2 separate regions of the Anser cygnoides genome follow, and region 2 is linked to region 1. The links are chromatin contacts, called in public Hi-C maps. All regions are on one chromosome and are shown on one strand. The core of a region is the stretch at or near the end of the contact, and the rest is flanking DNA. Distances in the headings are between cores, read along the strand shown. Region 1 holds the start of CLSPN (claspin). Region 2 holds the start of SFPQ (splicing factor proline and glutamine rich).

Region 1 (5,008 bases), core at 472-2,971:
GAATCCGACGACATTTTTTGTTCTTCTGGACAAGAATGTTCTCTTTTTCCTCTCCACTTTCTATGTCTCCGCCCAGAGCGTCATTCTGCACAGGAGAGCCACCATCTTCTCCATCTTCACTTTCACTGTCCTGAAGCACCTTCTTGCTTTTTGCTTTTTTACTCACAAAAATCTCTTCCTCCGAATCTGACAGATTATATTAAAAGACAAGAAGTGATGCATGTTATGGAAAGGTAAACTTCACGAGTTCATTAACAAGCAGCCTGTTAAATTTCACAGATGTCAACAACTACAGCTAATCAGTGTGAAATCAAGTTTTCAAAATCCACTTCTCCCTATAGTGTAACAGATAATCAATCCAAATTGATGTTATAGGTTCCAAGTCTTTGTCAAAGAAAAGGCAGAACAGAAAATCTTTCACTGATATATTAGTGAGTTGAAATAATAATGAAACTACAGTAAGTAAATGCATAGATTAAGCAAACTATTGATTTGGTAGATTAAGAAAATCATAAAAAGAAAAGAAATAAGCAAATAAAACACATCTGATTTACCACTGCACTTTCTGTACCTCAAAAACTTTTTTTTTGGGGGGGGGGGATTTTGAGCTTTCTGCCTGTATTTTAAGCCACAAAAGAGGGCATTTTGGATTCATAGAGGTCAACCAATCTCAACTTCCCACATATTTATTTGTAAAAAAAAAGGACTCTTTTAGATGACAGCCCGCAGGCCCAGCTCCCGACACCTCACAGACCTCTGTCACCGAGATCCGCTGGCCCGGCGGGGAGGAGCCGTGGCGAGGCCGTCTCGCAGCTGCCCTGCCCGCTGTCCGAGTCGCTGTCAGGGCTCTTCTGCACGCCTGAACCGGGACCTTCGAGCTGCAAGCACAAAGCACCAGGCCCCGTTCCGTAACACCGCAAGCGCCCCCCGCGCTGCGGCGCCTGACGGAGCCCGACTTCGCCCCAAGGCCTCGCCCAGCCCCTGCGCAGGATCCCCCCCCCACACACGCACACCGTGATATTTGCACGCTTAATTGACACTTTATGAAGAAAGAACACACCACAGCAAGCTTTATTAGTATTTAAACATGCTTAAGCTGAGCTCGCACGTAGGAAAAAATAAAAAAAGCCCGTGCTGGGGGAGTCCCACAGTCACATCGGGCGCCGAGCACCGACGACTTCGCCCCTCTCACGGGGCCGCCCCCGACGGCCCCGGCCCGCGCGCTCCCGGCATGCACCGCGCCCGCCCCAGCTCGCTGCCGCCCTCCCAGCACGCCCCGCGGCCCCGCCCCTCCCCGCGTACACCCGCAGGGATAAGCCGAGCTCAAGCTTCCCAGCACGCCCCGCGGGCGGCGAGACGGAAGTGCGGGGAGACGCCGCCGCAGGGCGTGCTGGGAAGTGTAGTTTCCGCCAACAAGGGAGGGAAGGAGGGAGGTGAGCGCGATGTCACCGGGAGCCAACGGGGAGCCGCCGCCACTTCGCTTGCCGCCCTTCCCAGCCCTCCGCCGCGCCGCGCCCGCAGGAGCCCCGTGTCCGCCCCCAGCCGGCGGCGCGGAGCGGCGAGACTCACCTCAGCGGGGGCCGCCGCCGCCTCCGCCATGGCCCGGGCCGCGTAGGAAACCGCTTCGAGTCTTCGCGCGCTGCTCTAGCTCCGCCCACCGCGGGATGCAACCAATCACAATTCAGCACCTCCCTAGAGGCCCCTCCCCTCCCGGCGTTTTATTGGGGGATTTTCTCCGAGTCGTCCCGCCCCTTCGCGAGCACTTGACCAACCAACGGCCGCGCGGCGGGGCCCGGCCGGGGAGGGCGGGGCGGGCGCTGCCTGAGGGGAGGGCGGTGCGGCCCGGCCGGGGGCGCCCCCCGACCTTACGCCCCCCTCACCTCACGCTGTGCCCGCCGTCATTTCCCCACGGGAGGGCCCGGGGCCGGCCGTGAGCTGGGCCCCCATGCTCGGGAAGCCTCCCCAGAGCCCTGGGAAGCCATAGAAAGGCGCCGAGCGGTTTGATCTGGTTTAAGACCGTTTTGATCTGGTTTAGGTGGCCGCCAGATGCCTATCGGCCTTCCTTCCTTCCCCAGAAACGGCAATTTCGAGAGGTTTGCAGCTTCCTGCTGGAGGCAGGGCAGCAGGCACCAGGAGAAGCGTTAGGGGCTGTGCCCTGAGATATTCAAATATTGATATTAAAGATATTCAGAGTTTGGATTCCAGTTCTCAGTCAGCTTGGTAGAACATAATTTTTTTTTCTTCCAAATCAAACTAAAATCAAACATTTGCTGTCTGTCCCTAAAGGCAAAGCCCAGAAAAAAAAATAAAATTAAATAAATAAATAAAATAAATAAATGAATTCTGAATTGTTTGGTACCAGTCACAGTTCTGAGGGGGATGCGGAACAGATGGGCTAATCTACTATGATGGTTCCCATATACCCAACAAATCTTGGAACGGAGGAAGTGAGAAAAGCAAATGTCCATGAAACTTACTGCAAACATCACAATACAGGGCTGGTTTCTTGGAACAGGAGTTAGTCATGAGACACAGACGCTGGCACTACAAAAATACCATTGATCGATATGATTAAGATACTATCAGACTACTAGGTAGAGAAGAGTCAGAGAAAAACAGGAAAAATAAGGCCCAACTTAAGTCAAAGCTACCTGCTTAAAAAATATACAAATAAAAAGTAAATACATTTGTGAATAAACAAAACCTTGGATTTTTTAGAATGTTGTGCAAATGTCAACAAAAATACTTGGCTAGTATTTAAGGCAGTCTGTCCTTTTTCTGCAAAACACTATTTCTGAAAAACACTGTTCTTTGGTAAAGAAGCACTAGCTGGGCTGGGCAGGCCTTTGCTTCCTGATACTGTTTTGTAAGTGGTAGCTGACAATGCAAATTAAGGGTGGTCACATTACACAGTAAATTCCTAGAACGTGAGGATCTTTCTAGGTAGACTGTCAGTAAAAAATATTACTGAGCAGTTCATTGTACTTACTCAAGACAGTAATCCCATTGCTCTGTTATGGTTTTGAGACCTTGTAAGAAAAAAGTCGCATGGGGAAAGTGCTGTACCATAGAATTTGGATTTTAGCACAAAGCTGTTATCGCTAGCTTTTTGAGAGTTTTAATTTCATGTAAAAGAGGTGAAATACTTGGATCTGAAAAGGGGTTTTTAGTTGCTCAGTCCACAGGTTCATAAAAATAGAACACGCTTAGACAAAATGCACTGGTATTTCATACTATTATTTATTCACAAACGTAAAGCAGGTAACTCCATTTGTAACTGAAAAAAAAAAAAAAAAAGAAAAATTAGCTACCTGCTATGTTAGGTTACTTCTGGTTCCTCTGATTCAGAGCTCTGTTGCTCACACCTGGTGCAGAAAGGCAGCCGTACAGAATTGGTAACTCTTGGTAAACATTTGCCATTAAGGAGAGTCTATAAACTAAAGTGTGGTGTGTTTTATTTAAGCACTGGATAAGGTACCATTTTATAAGATTCGTATTTGTGAAAGGCCGTTTGTGAGTCTATTTTTGACTAAATAATATATTCCTTCCACACCTTCTAAAGGGAGATATTTAAAAACGTCTTCAGAACTAAAGCTATCGGAACTTTTTCTGTCATAACCAGATTCGGCCTCACCACTGGAAACATGTAGGTGTTTTCAATATAAGGGTGGAATAAGACAGAAATAAGGTTCTGGCTACTTTGCAGTCAGGATGCCTCAGCGTGTTTGTAATATTTATCAGGTTAATTGCTTGCTGGCTTTTTTGAATTTCTAATGCATGAAGTATCGTCTTGAGTAGCCATACTCAGTATCTTGCAGGACCAAGCCTTGGTATTGTGGATTTCTTGAGGCAGAGATTGTCTCTTCATCTTTTTAAAGTACTATTTGTGTAGTCCTATGTATATGTTCTCTATATTTTTATACTTAGATATGCTGAATAATAGCATGGAAACATTGCCATACATCATGGTAGTTTTGTGACTGGTCTTGTAATACTAGTGTTTCCCTTAAGTATTTATTAACTGATGTAAGACACTTTTACGAGAATATCAGACTTCATTATGTTTTAAAATAGGTTTCTGATGCTTCGACTTGTAGGAGAGGTCTTGGAAAATAGCAACCCTGCAGATGGAAAAAAAAAGCAAATATGATGGACTCGGCATTTATTATTTATCGAATGTTTTGACTTCTGACCTTCTTGTGAGCCAGCTGAGAATTGTTGAGAGAGGAGAGGGATGTGTGCCGGGGCAGCTCATCATGAGAGCAAGGCGAAGCGAGGTGGCCAGGCCACAGTGAGGTACGGGGTCATCCTGGCACGTGTCCCAGGAGCCTGACACCCCAAATCCTGGTGGCACTGTCCTGTTCCCTATCAGGGCACCTTCCAGGCACCCCAAGTGATATCTGAGTGCTGTTCCTGATCCCCACACCAACTGCGAGCTGCCGGGTGGCCGTCAGTCCTAACGAAGCCGTGACGAGCGAGCTGCACCCATCAGTGGGGCTTTCCTCCCTCACAGCATCCCTCAGGTCCTGGCTCCAGCTCTGAGGCGTTTGGGTTTCCAGTGGCACACGGCGGCTGACAGCGGCTGTTTTTGGGGATGTAACAGGTTGTTTTGGCACCATCTCAGGTTTCCAGAAGCTCACGGGGGCTGACGGTGGCTGTTTTTGGGGGTGTGACAGGTTGATTTGGCACCGCCTTATGATTCCAGCGGCTCATGGGGGCTGACAGCGTCTGGTTTTGGGGGCTGATAGTGGTTGTTTTTGGGGTGTCACGGGTTGGTTTGGCTCTGCCATATTTCCGGTGGAACACAGGGGCTGACGGCGGCTGTTTTTGGGGGCGTCATGGGTTGCTTTGGCACCGCCTTATGTTTCCAGCGGCTCACGGGGGCTGTCAGCGGCTGTTTTGGGGGTCATCGCAGCTCGCCTTTGACACCGACCGTCCCGCGGCTGGGGGGTGCGGCTCGGAGGTGCCCCCACCTCCCCTCACCAGCCGTCGGGGCCGCGCACGGGGC
Region 2 (5,195 bases), core at 751-3,250, 230 kb before region 1:
CTAATTTAAGAGCTGTGCAGGTACACTTACCAAAAAATATGTTAAAAGGCTGATATTTATGCACTGTTTCTTTGGGATATTCAAAGCCAGATTTGAAAAACTGCTAACTCTTTCAGAGTCTGGGATCACACTATGTTATCTATATACTGTTTATAACAAAAGACAGTGCCTACTTTTGATACATTGGATTCTTCTGAGCAAGCTTTTCTGGAAGACCATCTTCATCATCCAGTTGTTCCAGTGGTTCCACAATAACCGGCCTAGGAGTGCTGAACACAAAATACACGTTTTACATTTCCATAGCAATCTCCACTCCGAAAAGCTAGAAGCAACTGACAACTCTATGCAGCTTAAAACTAAAAATCCTAGGAAGCAAAACACTTACGTTGTCAACAAAAACACTCCTTCAGTACACCGTTCAAATGCTTTTCGAGCAGCTGGCTTTGATGCAAACTCAACAATGCCTTTTCCTGTTGATCTACCTCGATCATCTACAATCACAACAGCTCTTTCCACTGGACCAAACTGGGAAAATGCTTCCTCGAGTAACTCGTTGGAGACATAAGGTGACAGATTACGCACTGAAAGAGCAGCAGCATGTGTGGCAAACCGAACACGAAGCTGTCGACCCCTCATAGGGGTATCATCCAATTCTGCCTTCGCGATTTCTGCAAGAGCTCTGGATTCCTGAGGGAAGTTTAAGACCCAGCTTTAGAAAATCACGTTACAAATTACTATTTCGGGAGAATTTTAAGGAGGTGGACATACAGTATGAAAGCCTACCAGTTTAATGAATCCAAAGCCTTTCCCTTTGTTGATAAAAACCTCTCCTGGCTCCCCATACTTGGCAAACAACCTCTTAAAGTCTTCATCCGTTATATCAGCAGGCAAATTCCCCACAAACAAACGACAGCGCTGAGTATAGGTCTTCTCCCCGGGCCGCCTCAGAAGCGAGAGATTCGCTTTAAAACCCTACGAAGAAGCAAAGCGGTTCGAGCCATCCCTGCGTGATCGCGGCCCCGCAGCTCCCCAACCGGTGGGGGGCAGGCCGATACGGCCCCGTGGCTCCCCCGAATCCCCTCAGGCGGTCTCGCCCCGCGGCCCGGCGTCCCCCGGCCCCGCTGCGCCCCCCGGCCCCGCGCTCCTCCCCTCAAAATGGCGGCCGCGGCGCGCGGGGCCCCCATGGCGGCCGCCGCCATCTTGTGGCTCGGGGAGGGGGGAGGGCGCCATGACTCACCTCGTCCGAAAGCTTTTCGCCTCCGCCGCCTCCGGCCGGGCCCTGCTGCGACGAGAGGCTCTGCTGTCCCTGGTGCTGCTGCCCGCGGCCCCGCGGCTCTCCGCCCGGCCCGCCGCGGTGGCCCGGCCCGCCTTTATGCGGCCCGCCCGGCCCCTGCTGGGGTCCGCCCGGCCCCTTGGGCCCGCCGCCGGGCGACTGTCCTTGGCCTTTCTTAGGGCCTCCGGCCGGCGTGGGGCTGGGGCTCGGCTTGGGCTGCGGCTGAGGCTGCCCCCCGGGGCCGGGGGGAGCTGAGGCGGGCGCGGAACCCTGCGCCTGCTGCTGCGGCGGCTGCCCCGCGGGCAGAGCTGCCGGCGGAGGCGCCCCAGGTCCGGGTTGGCTGCCGGCGGGCCCCGCCGTGGTAGAGGCGGACGAAGAGGACGAAGGCGGCGGAGCCGAGGTCGACGCGGGCGGCTTCGGCGGTTCGGGCTTCGGGCCGCCGCCCGGCGGGCCGCCCGGGCCCTGCGGGCCGCCCCCCATAGGCCCGCGGTTCTGGCCCATCCCCATGCCGGGCGGCGGGGAGCGGAAATCGTGGTTGGGGCCGCCGCGGCCACCGCCGCCGCCTCGCCGGTGGAAGCCGCCACCGCCGCCGCCACGGCTACGGAACCGATCCCGCGACATGGTGGTGGTGGTGGTAGAGGAGGAGGAGGAGGAGGAGAGAGGGCCCCCGCTGCTGCTCCTCGGAGCCCGCTGCGCAAAATGGCGGCGAGCTAAACGGCCTCACCGCCGCCTTTGTCCGCCTCTAATATACCTTCCCCGCCCCCGGAAGCCGCCCCCTAGCCCCCAATAGCCAATCGCCCGCCGCGGGGGTGAAGACCGATAGGCCGAGTGGCCAATCGCGTGCCCCTCTTCCCCTAACTCTTTGATCTTATTGGTAAAGCGCCTGCCCTCAGCCGATTGGTTCATTTGACCGCCGACATAGGGGAACGATGATCCGTTAACCTCCCGCGTGCTGATTGGGCAGTTTGAGCGGCGGGAGGCGAGCTTAGGGCGGAAGCGCGGCTCCTGATTGGCTGCCCACGGAGTCAGTCGGGCGCGAAGCCGCCGGGGCTACGGCGCCCGGGCAACCCCGGGGGTCCCGGCCTCGTCTCAGCAGCCCCACAGCAGGGGAACGGGGCCTTGAGGAGTTCGTGTCACAGCAGCCGCAGGCTTTAGCTGAGAGAAAAAACAATAAATAAATAAATAAAATAAAATAGAATAAAATCTGGGTCTCAGCTCTCTTTTCAAAACGATTTTGGCTCCTTTCAGCACAGCTGGCGCCTTTCCCTCCTACTTTGAGAGCACATTTGCCATACGAGTTTCTATTTGTTCGTTCGAAGCGGGCGGTGTTGCACAACTCCTGTCAGGAGGTCGCGGCTGCGAGTGCTTTCACCCAATTTTGTTTGAAAAACCTAACAGGGAAGTAGCAGAAATGGATATTTCAACTGATTAAAGCCATTGCAATTTGCAAGCGCCTTGCAAACAAAGGACACAGCTCTGTGCTCATCACCTTCGCTGATAAGAAAGTGGATGTCAATTCCCCCAATTTTACAACAATGTAAACCACTTCTTTCAGTGGTATACGTGTCTGTGATTTCTGAGTAGAAAAACAAAGATGCTGTAAAAACTTGTAGCAGTTATGGTGACAAAATTACACATTCTAATACAGAAAACAGGCCAAAAGTACTTTCCATGTATTTAGCATCATTGGTTTCAGTGGTGTTGCACTGGAGACGCATTTAGTGTGATAATGTTAGAACAACATGACATTTTCAATGAAGGTTTTCCTCCATCGAGGCTCCCAGGCTCCCACTGATGTTTCACATTCAGTTTCAGATCACAATAAACAAACTTTATGTGAAGCCCAAGTGAAAGCCACATGCTTGCCTTATGTGGACAGAAACTGTAACTGTTGCATTGCTGTGATAAAATATTATCAAGCTATCTCAAAAATATTTGTGAAGCCCTGGGCAAAGGCAGACTTCATTGCTTCAAACAAAATGAATTTCCCTGTGGCTTTAAAGTTTTAAAATAAAAAATTGCTAGAGATCCATCTTTTCCCCAAATCGGTATTACACCAGGTTTATGACTTTAGCCACTTCCAACTGCAGCAGAAAGAAAGCCCCAAGTCCTGTTCTAAAATGGATTCTCCCTGAGATGTCAGCCCCGCAGTACGAGCAGTAAACGCTTCCACCACGAGGTGTCTCAGAGGTTAAAGCGCTGGAAGAAGAAATTTGGGACTGGCTCCTACTGCACAAAAACTGGCACGGCCTCGTTGCAACACTTGGTTGTTTCTGTTCAGAAAGCAACAAAAATACTGAGTATAAAAGAGTTGTTTTCACCTTTGTTGTGTCCTAAGTACAAGTGAACTATATTTTAGGGAGGTATTCACTTTTATCATCCTTTGAAAGAAATAGTGAGTAAAATTCCAGTCCTTGACCCGCATAGATACGGACAACTCATCTGAAGTCTACAAAGTAGCTTTAAACTTCCATGTGTCTAGTAGTGGCCTGGATATGAGTACCTGCTTTTGTAACACTGTAACTGCAATGTGAATGTTTACCCTGGCACTGAAATCAAACAAACACCAATATAGGTTCCAGGACTTAAAATAAAAATGGCTTCTGCTAACAATCACCTGATTTTGTAAATATTCACACTAGGCAGCTTGCTGTTCTAATAGAAAAAAAAAAAAAAAAAAAAAAAAAAAGAGGATGTTCTCCACAGCATGTCCCACTCCAAATAAACATTGTGCCTGAGACTGGAAACTCATCAGGACAACTTCAGTGGTCTGCAGCTGAAGAGAGAAAAAGACCTGTGGCAGGCTTTGAAAGAAATATTTGAAGGAAGGAATGAGGCTGACATGGAGGTCTGAGGTTAGGAATGTCTCAGTTGCCATCAAGCGAAGGGTAATCTCCAGGTAAGAAATGCATGGATCTCAGCAGGTGGTTCATTTAGATAATTTTTCCCTAATCCATTTCCTCCTCCTATAAACATAAACAAAAAACTGACATGAAGAAATCTTATCTATCTCTATATTATTAATTGCAGGAGGGAAGAGCTGCATGTGTCCAACCTGCTAAGTAAGAATAATTACCCCATGAGGTTCTGTTTCCCATCTACAAATACTAAAATTGCACGAGTCGCAGTAAAGTACACCACCAAAAGAAGCAATTAAATGTTGTGAGGAGATGCTGTGTCTGCATTTCCTGGGTATTCCCTGGGCATTTTTTTGATCTAGGAGGAAAGTTTAATGGCTGTTTGCAAAAATTCACGTAGTAACACTGAACTGGACATCGATGTTCAGCAATTTAAAAAAAAAAATCATGAAGCAAAAGACAGGAGCAGACAGAGAGATCACAGCAGTGAGACACCCAGAAATTTGGAGCCTGCTAAAGGCTCTGCTAGTCAAGTCTGTGGTGCTTTCTGATAAACCTGTCTGGAACAGCAGGGATTTCTGCAGAACGTTTTCATTATTCCAGGGCTCAACAGTTTCATGAATAAGAGCGTCACCTTTAAAGAATAAAGGAGAAAGTAAAATGCCTACAGCAACCTCTGGTGCATAATGCTCAGAGAGGGGATGAAAGGAGTGGCTAATAGCTGCAACAGCCGTTCAGCCCCACAGCAGAATGCTCAGCAACTTTCCTGTGGCACTTGATGATGAGAGTTCTCTCCCTCCCTCCTCCACTGTTTTCACTCCCTGCTTGAGTACTGATTAAATCTGCTCTCCGAGAGGTTTTTCCTGTACACTATGACAAATATGCCCGCAGGCCATTTTTTAACCCAGATGAGTGAAAGTAATGCAGGGCCAGATAAGAGATTACAGTGATAGTAAAGCAAATGCAGAGAACGACTGCAAGGGTTGATTGTTTTTGCACAGTAACATCATTGATTTCATTGGATATAATCTTGATTTATAGTGGAATAAATGAGATCTGAATCA

The links. A called contact is a pair of places that touch in the nucleus more often than the background predicts.
Region 2: a contact with region 1 is called in a Hi-C map of liver, with 1.7 times the contacts expected there. The contact joins the promoter of SFPQ here to the promoter of CLSPN in region 1. A contact is called at or near these places in 2 of 7 Hi-C or Micro-C datasets (granulosa cells and liver).

Annotation. Positions count from the first base shown.
Region 1 is chr24:5,415,744-5,420,751 of Taihu_goose_T2T_genome, reverse strand. CLSPN (claspin) reads right to left here and starts at 1,721. Exons shown (of 25, transcript XM_048052688.2): 1 at 1,570-1,721; 2 at 755-878; 3 at 1-186. The coding sequence starts at 1,599.
Region 2 is chr24:5,641,466-5,646,660 of Taihu_goose_T2T_genome, reverse strand. It overlaps SFPQ (splicing factor proline and glutamine rich), which reads right to left and starts at 2,000. Exons shown (of 12, transcript XR_007159635.2): 1 at 1,238-2,000; 2 at 784-972; 3 at 386-687; 4 at 174-269.